Regions from separate parts of the Ovis aries genome. Here region 2 is linked to region 1. A link is a contact called in public Hi-C data. All regions are on one chromosome and are shown on one strand. The core of a region is the stretch at or near the end of the contact, and the rest is flanking DNA. Distances in the headings are between cores, read along the strand shown.

Region 1 (3,973 bases), core at 453-2,952:
TGCCACTGCCCCCACCCCATGGGCCCTGAAGTCACCATAGTCTCCTGGCTAAGTCCTCAGTCCACTAACCAAGCACCCACAGGCATAACCTTAAATGGGTCCATCCCAGCACCCTTATGCAGAGAACTGCGCTTGACTCTTGACACAGGTCTTTCCCTGCCCTCAACATAGCTTCAGTCAGAGTTGGACAGCAGGTGTGCCTAACCTTGGGTCCAGCTCCTCTGCCACTGGCAGCAGCTAATTGGCCGGACCTTGTGATGTCAGGCATCCTGGAGCCAATCCTGGGACCTTAAGTGGCCACCAGTCTTTCGTCTGTTGGCGGCCATTGGCTCTGGGGTCAAGGTCCCAGGAGGTCCCAGGAGGTGAGGGGCTTGACGGAGAGTGGTCCTCTTGGCCACACCATCTGCCAGCACTCCTACCCAGCCCTGGAGCCCACTGCAGCCATGCCAGTGCCATCCTTCATATGGTTCCAGCCGGGCAGCCCCCAAGAGAGCTGTTTCTGCTCTGTTCTCAGAGGGTTTCAGGGAGAAGTGTGGCACGAGATCTCGAACTGCTGGCACAGGCATGAGGGAGAAGGACCCGGAACTAGTGCCAAGAAAGGAGGATCTGGATGTCCAGGTCTAGCAGCCCCACCTCTTGCTTGAACCTCTCAGCACCTTCTCTCCCAGGTCCTGTGCCTATATCCACTATATCCAAAATCACCCACCTGCATACACTGGCCGGGTTGTGCCTACCTGCTCCCTGGGTCCAGGCTTCCAGAGAAGAATGTGACTGGACCAGTCTCTGGACGGCGATGGGTGGTCCCCAGAACTCTGGGTTTATTGAAACCCAGGTACCCTTGGTTTTCCCTGCTGCTTCATAGGACTACAATGACCTCCCCAGGTCAGGGCTGACTGGAAGGTGGGCCAGACAGGCTCTTAACGCCACATGGTACCCCAATCCTCATCCACCAGCCCTTCTATCTGCTCTCAGAAGGAAGCATCAGAAATAAAGATAACGGATTTGTAAGTCTCCAAAGACCGCAGAAGAGAGTGATGTGGAAGTGACTGATAAGGGTGGGAGCCTGACCTTATGCTGTGAGGAGGGAAGTAGTGTCCCAGGCAGAAGAATGGATATGCAAGGACCCACGTTAGAGAGGAAGAGAGTAGTCAGTGGCAGAAGAGAAGCGACGGGGACTGAGGATGGGAGGACTATGGGCAGCGAAATGGCCTGACCTGGTTTTTGTTTCTGCAGCCCCCTCTCCACTCTTGCTCCCCGTTGCCCACCGCTGGCGCTTAAAGAAGTGAGCTCAGCACGCCTCGAGACACAAGAGACCCGGGGTTGCTGTCCTTAATTTAGTAGGTCAGGATCCACTTCCCTGGGGTGGCATAGATGCAAGAGGCTTATCAGCACAGGACACAGGCTCTGCCTTTGGGCTGCGGGCGAGCTCTCCTTTGTGAAGTAGGGTGGGCCGCAGTACTAGGGCTTGAGCCGGTAAAAGGAGTGGAGGGCCGGGCAGGAGCAGCTGGGGCTGGGGGCTCTAGGCGGGGTGCCGGGTCAGGGAGTCTGGAGCTTGGAGAAGACAGTCCTCGGAAAGGGCGGTGGACTCTCGAGAGCCGCGCCCCTCGGGGCCGCCAGGGGGCGCCGCGCTCCCGCGCAGGAGCCGACACTGCCGGGGCGGGACTGCGGCGGGCTGGCGGGCGCGCGCGCGCACGCGCCGTGTGTCACGGGGCAGGGCGAGCACGGCGAGGAGCTGCCGGCCTGGCGTCCTGGTTCTTCAGCCCCGCGCCGTCTCCCCTGCCCCGGCGCGACTCGGCCTCATGTACCGCGCGCTGTACGCGTTCCGCTCGGCGGAGCCCAATGCGCTGGCGTTCGCCGCGGGCGAGACCTTCCTGGTGCTGGAGCGCAGCAGCGCGCACTGGTGGTTGGCGGCGCGGGCGCGCAGCGGTGAGACCGGCTACGTGCCGCCCGCCTACCTGCGCCGCCTGCAGGTGAGTGTGCCCCTCCCCGGCCCGGCCTCCGCCGCCCCTAGACTGAGCTCCATCACCGGCCGGTCGGGACCTCCAGCAGATGAGGACTTTGAGAACCTGACCGAGAGACCCCGCGGGGACTGGGACCCTGAGAGCCCGCTCCCTCCACAGAGGACCAGGCCCTTGACAGCCAACTCTTGAGGACTCCAGACCTACCTAAAGCCTAACTCTGGGACCGAGGCCCCAGACCCCACATCTGAATCCCCAGCCGAATACAATTCAAGAGTCAGCCCCGAGATTCCAGTACACCAGATACTGAGCAGTTCCCCAGGTCACGGAAACCCCTGACTTAATTGGCCCCTCGCCTGGATCACCAGGATCCCAACACTCTTGCCTCCTCTTCCACAGCTTCCACCCCTGAGACCCCCGGCAACCCTGGGCACTTTCTGTTTCCCCAGCCATCTTCTACGTCTTCACCCTCCCATCCCACCCCCCCGCACTTGGACCAGGAAGCCGTGTACACCCCCATCCCCTAAGTGACCCCCCAAGCCCTGAGACCTCAATATCTTTTATTGTCCTGTACTTATTCAGCCCCTAAGCTCTTCCCAAAACACTTTCGTCAATCTACTTTGAGCCTGGGTTCCCAGCTCCTGCTGACACTCCCTGGCACTACAAGCCTCAGGCCCTGACTTTTCAGACTTCCTTTCTTGGAAAGTGAGGGAGCCTGAGCCTTCCTTGTCCCCAGCCTAGGGTGGGAGCTGCTCCCTTAGCAAGGAAGTGGGACTTCCCCACGGCTTCCCCTGGTGTGGCCATGGCTCCCCTGTTTCCTTCCACTGGAGGTACAGCCCCAGTTCCTGTTTCCCCCAGAATAGACCTGGTGTGGGGGTTGGGCTGCATTGTCTCCAGCTGGTCTATTCTGATCTCAGGGGGAAGGAGGGCCCAGAGCCTCCAGGCCTGCCCTGTGCCAGACACCCCCGCCCCATCCTAGTCTCTGGCTGAAGGAAGCATCCCAAGCCGGCCCAGTTCAGGACAGAAATAACAGGATAAATTTGGAGATGTCATCTGTGGCTTTTACCCGAGGGGATGGGCCCGGGGCCCTGGACCCTTGGCCTCGTGGCATCCAGGAGTGCCTGGGTGGGAGCGGAAGCCTCGGACACCAGGGCTGCTGGGTCTGGAATTGAGCATGTCAGAGCCAGTCTCTCTGGGGCTGGGGGCTTGTTGGAGGCCTCCAGGGAAAGTCCTCCACTTTCCCCCAGGGCCTGTGAGGCCCCTCGCCTGCCTTGGCTATTGGGGCTGGGTGTTTGGGGAGGGCAGAGAGGGTACCACCTTCTCTGTCTCTTGGTTTCTTGCTGCGTGTCTCCCTCCGTCTTGGTCTCCCTGGCTGTCTCTGTGTCATTCTGACTCTCCCCTTGTGTGTGTCCACATCCTCCAACTCTCTCCCCTTCTCTGTCTCCGAATCTCAATTTCTTTCTGCGCTGTCTCCCTCTGCTTCTCTCTTTTCCTCTCTCTCTCTCTCCCCCTCCCTCTCTCTCTCACCATCTTTCTTGCTTTCTGTGCATCGTCTGCCGGTCTTGCTCTGTCCCCTTTTCTGTCTGCTATCTCCTGCACTCTGACATGCCCCCTGTTACCTTTGGGGCTCTGCTGACCTCTGAGTCCATCTGTCTGTCCCTGTCCGAGAAGCCTCTCCAACCCACTCTGGTGTGATCTTATCTTAGTTCTGAGGCCCCTGTGCCTGATGGACCATGGGTGCCAAGGGCAAGGGAGGGGTGCGAGTGACTGGTCCCGCAGTTGGCAGCCCCCTACTCCCCCCACCCCATGCCAGCCAGGCTGGGTCAAGGGGACCCCTGAGCTGCGGTGGATGGCGACACAAACTCTGGGGCAGGGGCCAGGTTCCACGCTTATGTCTGTCTTCTGCCACAAACCCAGAACTGCTGTTCCCCAGCACAGCTCTGGAGGATTCCTTTCTCACAGCTAGAGGGGATGAGGGCTGGCAACACGGGTCCAAAGAGGAGGTCCCTTTGGCC
Region 2 (3,973 bases), core at 905-3,404, 190 kb after region 1:
AGCCGGGGCCTTGCCCCGTGGAGGGTGGGTGGCCTGATTATCTGAACGCCTCAGGCGGAGCCTCACCCTTCCTGAAAACTATCTTTCTGGACCCTTCTCGCACCCTTCCTGGGACCACCTGGAGGCCCACACTTACCCATGGTTCTGGTTGCCCCGGTTGGCCCTGGCCCCTTTCACAGGTGGACAGGGCAGCCTCTGACCACTTGTCCACTCAGGTGTCCTCCCTGCAGTGTTTTTATTTTACTGTTCACTAACTATTTTACCTGTTTTCTGTTTCAAAATGTGTGTAATGGTTGCTGTGAGGCTGAAACCGTTGGGTCCTAGAGGGAGACTTCCCTGAGAGGAGAGGGACTCTGAGTTCCTGCTTCTCCATCACCAGCCTCACAGGCTACCCGGCTGCTGGACCCCGGGCCTAGGTGTGTCCTGGCAGCGGGGACACCTGGGTCAAGGTGTCGTCTGGACCAAAGGTGGAGGGGACCCTGAGGGGGCTCCTGTGACCTAGACACATACCTCGGTGTTCCCCACCCCTCTGTCTGTGTCTTACCATGTCGTAGGTTGGGACCTCTTAATGTGTTTGGAGTCTTGGGTCTGCACCCTTGTTTGTAATAAATGCAGATATTTCGAGCTGTTGCCTCCTTTCATTGTAGCCCTGGCTGCTGGGATTAGGGGTAAAGACTCATTTTCTGTGCCCCTGGCCCCAGGTCTCTGAGCGTGGGCAGGAAGCTGTAAGGCCACCACAGCAGGTAGAGGTGAGTGATCGCTCAGTGCTGTGGGGGTTTTTTATTAGTCAGACTTCCCTTGCTGGCCTATTGCCCGGGCATGGCCAGGGACAGCCCATACAGCATGGCTACCGCCAAAGTCAGGAAGGCCAGAAGGCCCAGGGGGGCCAGCAGCCCCTCCCCGGGTGGGGCTCCAGGGCACTTCACTGGGGGAGGGGCTGGCTTGGGGCTCCTGTCTCCGCGAAGCTTGGGGCCGGTGTCATTGGCTCTGGCCAGGGGCACAGTGGCTGTGACAGCAGATGGCCTCGGGTTGGTTCCAGTAGATGCTGTGACCACGTACATTGGCTTGACGGTGCTGAAGGGCTTGGCATGAGCATCCACCCACCGTAGCAGGGCCCGCGGCCTCCACTGACAGATGCTTAGCAGGGCGAGCACGTCCCCCTCGGCGGTATGCGAGTCTGGCGGGGCCTGCCCGTATAGGCGTGTGTAGATGCTGCCCAGGCTGTAGCTCTTCCTTGGGCCATGCTCTGAGGAGCTGCCAGCCGGCTCCAGAGCCTTCAGAGCAGCGATGCTGTCCACACAGAAGGCATCGTCCAAAGCACTGGCCAGGCCCAGCAGCGCCAGCTCGGCCCGGAGCAGGGGGAAGTCGTAGCGGTCACCATTGTGGGCCACAAGGCACCAAGGCTGCGGCTGGCGCTGTAGGAAGGCGCGGATCAGGTTGACCAGGTCGGCGTCAAAGACCCGATGCCCATGTGCAGCCAGCACGGCAGTGCTCAGGCCCGTGATCTCGCTGGCCACGGGGCTGCATGCCTTCCCTGGAGCCACACACAGGGAGAGCTTGTCTAGCACCCGGGGTGGCGGGGGTGCCGTTGGTGGAGACCCCTGAGGGGTGGAAAGGCCCTCCAGGGCATATCTGTGGATGGCCAGCAGGCACAGCTCGGTGATCTTGGGCTGGGAGAAGGGCAGGCCAGTGGCCTCCAAATCCAGGAAGATGAGGGTCTGCACAGGCCCCGGGGGCAGGGCCCGTGAGCCCATGGTGGGTGTCTGCCGCTGAGCCTGGGGAGGAGCAAGGGGTCGGGGTGGGAACGTGAGTGCTCGCTGACGGGCGGTAAGGCAGGTGGAGTGGGAGCACCTCAGGCCTTCCCTGCCCCATTAGATCCTGTTGCTGAGCTCCAGCACCCACTATCAGGCAGGAAGACAGAGAAGGTAGGGTGGCTTCCTTAGTGGGACCTGCTCACTCAGCTGTCCAGGGGAAGGCTCAGCTCCTCCCCTGGGGCCCTCTTAGTGTGTGTTGGGGTACCCACAGCCCTCCCACCCTGCCTCATCCCCTTGGGGGTTCTCACTTACCGAGGAGCCAGCAGGCAGCAATGACTCAGGGTACACACTCTCTGGCTGGTTCTTGCTGCCGGCAGCAGCAGTGGCGGGAAGTGAAACTTGGCCTGAGCCCGCCCAACGGCTGGTGTGAGCACGGCCCGCCCCGCTTGTCAGCTGGCCTGGGCCATCCCTCCTAATAGCACCCGTCCTTCCCCAGGCACCCGCAGGGCTGCCCCAAAGGCCTCAGATCTCTGGCTGTGGGCCCACTGGCTAGCATGGTGCACCAGGGCCCTCACACGCTCACGGTGGGAGGACCAGGCTATGGGGGGAGGTTGGCTCCATGACTCGGCCTGCCGGGAGCCGCCCTGCCATGGCCATTTTGCACCCAGTCCGTCGCCTCACTTTCCCAGGCCTCCCTGGTTTAGGCCTGGGCTGAGGGCCGCCTCCACCCCTGCGCACAATGGTTTCTTCCGGTGGCCTCAGGAGAGAGGGATGACTCAGGGCAAATCCACAGGGGCAGGGCTCCTTCCCCAGGGCAGATTCATCCCCATGGGGCTGGGGCTCCGCTCTGCTCTGCCCCTCCCGCTCTGCTCTGCCCCTCCCGCTCTGCTCTGCCCCTCCCGCTCTGCCCATGCGGAGCAAACTCAGGAAACAGAAAGCTGGCGTGCTCTCAGCCAGTCAGTGCTTTTAATCAGAGGAGGAGGGAAGGACAGGAGTGGCTCTGGTGCCACCGTGTGGCTCGGTGCTCACAGGCCTCAGCCACAGTCCATCTCGGGCTCGTCCGCGTCGGTCTCCACGGCACAGAGATCCTCCAGGGCCGCCTCTGAGCCAAAACCCAGAAGGTTCTGTGGTGAAGGCCCAAAGGTGCTGGGACTGGGGGTGGCCCCACCACTCCGTCCGCCCCCCCAGGCCCACAGGAACTAACCAGTCCCTTCCACGCCCAGGCCTCGCTCCCTCAGCTACTGCAAGCAAAGTGACAGAAAGGCAATTCAGACAGGGATGTTTCTGGAAAAGCCGTGGCTCTGCCTGGCTGACTCAGTAGATACGAGCCAAAGGCAGGCTGATACACTGAGAGAGGAGCCAGAGCAGGAAAAGGAGGAGTGGCCTGGTGCTGGCAAAGGCTGTGTGGATGGTGGGCCGCTGACTTAAGGCCAGAGGGTCTGACTCGCCTGGGGACTTCAGGGCCGACCCCACGTGGGTGCTGGGGTGGGGGCGCCTACTGCAGGCTCACCTTCACAGTCGGTCACGTCAGGAAGCCCTCGAATCAGCATGCTGACCCCGGGCATGACCTGGTCGTACTGGTGCAGGACCTCCACGCAGTGCACCGTGAAGAGCTTGTCCTTCTGGGACAGGCCGTGCAGCAGCAGCACCGTGTCCCGCAGACACCGCACCGTCCGCCTCTGCCGCTCGGTCTGCGGGGGGCCCCCTGCCCGCCGCACCGTCAGCCACTGTCTGTGCAGCACCACCGTGAGTGCTCTGACCACCTGCGGGAGGGCGTGGGCGGAGGTCAGGGCATGTGGCCTCTGTACCCAGACCACCCGCTCGGCGGGGCAGCCCCGGTCCTAGCCTCCCCCCAGGGTGAGGAGGGTTCTGAGCGGCAGCACCAGGGTCCAGCCCTGGTGAAGGAGCATAGGATGCTCTCAGACAGCCCTGTCACCCACCAGCAGGGCTGCCCGCTGCCAGCCCCCTTCCGCCCCCGGCACTCACCTCCACGTTGCACTGGCAGCTGGAGCCAGTGACTGGGGAGGAGGGGCTCTGCACACCCAGCTTGGCCAGAAGCCACACAGCCTAGAATGAGAACAGACTCGGTTACATCCGCGCCAGACCACCACCCCAGTTCCGGTCACGGTGAGGGCTTTCTCAGGCTTCTCGCAGAGCTCCCGTTGCCTAAGCAACTGCCTGTCTGGAGAGTCCCTTGGACTGCAAGGAGATCAAACCAG

The links. A called contact is a pair of places that touch in the nucleus more often than the background predicts.
Region 2: a contact with region 1 is called in a Hi-C map of muscle, with 6 times the contacts expected there. The contact joins the promoter of TREX1 here to the promoter of NCKIPSD in region 1. A contact is called at or near these places in 8 of 16 Hi-C or Micro-C datasets (blood, hypothalamus, liver and 2 more).

The regions. Positions count from the first base shown.
Region 1 is chr19:51,239,730-51,243,702 of ARS-UI_Ramb_v3.0, forward strand. NCKIPSD (NCK interacting protein with SH3 domain) reads left to right here and starts at 1,703. Exons shown (of 13, transcript XM_042236264.2): 1 at 1,703-1,970. The coding sequence starts at 1,800.
Region 2 is chr19:51,426,112-51,430,084 of ARS-UI_Ramb_v3.0, forward strand. TREX1 (three prime repair exonuclease 1) reads right to left here and starts at 2,155. Exons shown (of 2, transcript XM_004023398.5): 1 at 2,067-2,155; 2 at 762-1,775. The coding sequence starts at 1,754. The coding sequence ends at 807. ATRIP (ATR interacting protein) reads right to left here. Exons shown (of 14, transcript XM_027957678.2): 11 at 3,741-3,821; 12 at 3,265-3,517; 13 at 2,067-2,856; 14 at 762-1,415. The coding sequence ends at 2,789. SHISA5 (shisa family member 5) reads left to right here. Exons shown (of 5, transcript XM_042236278.2): 5 at 1-624.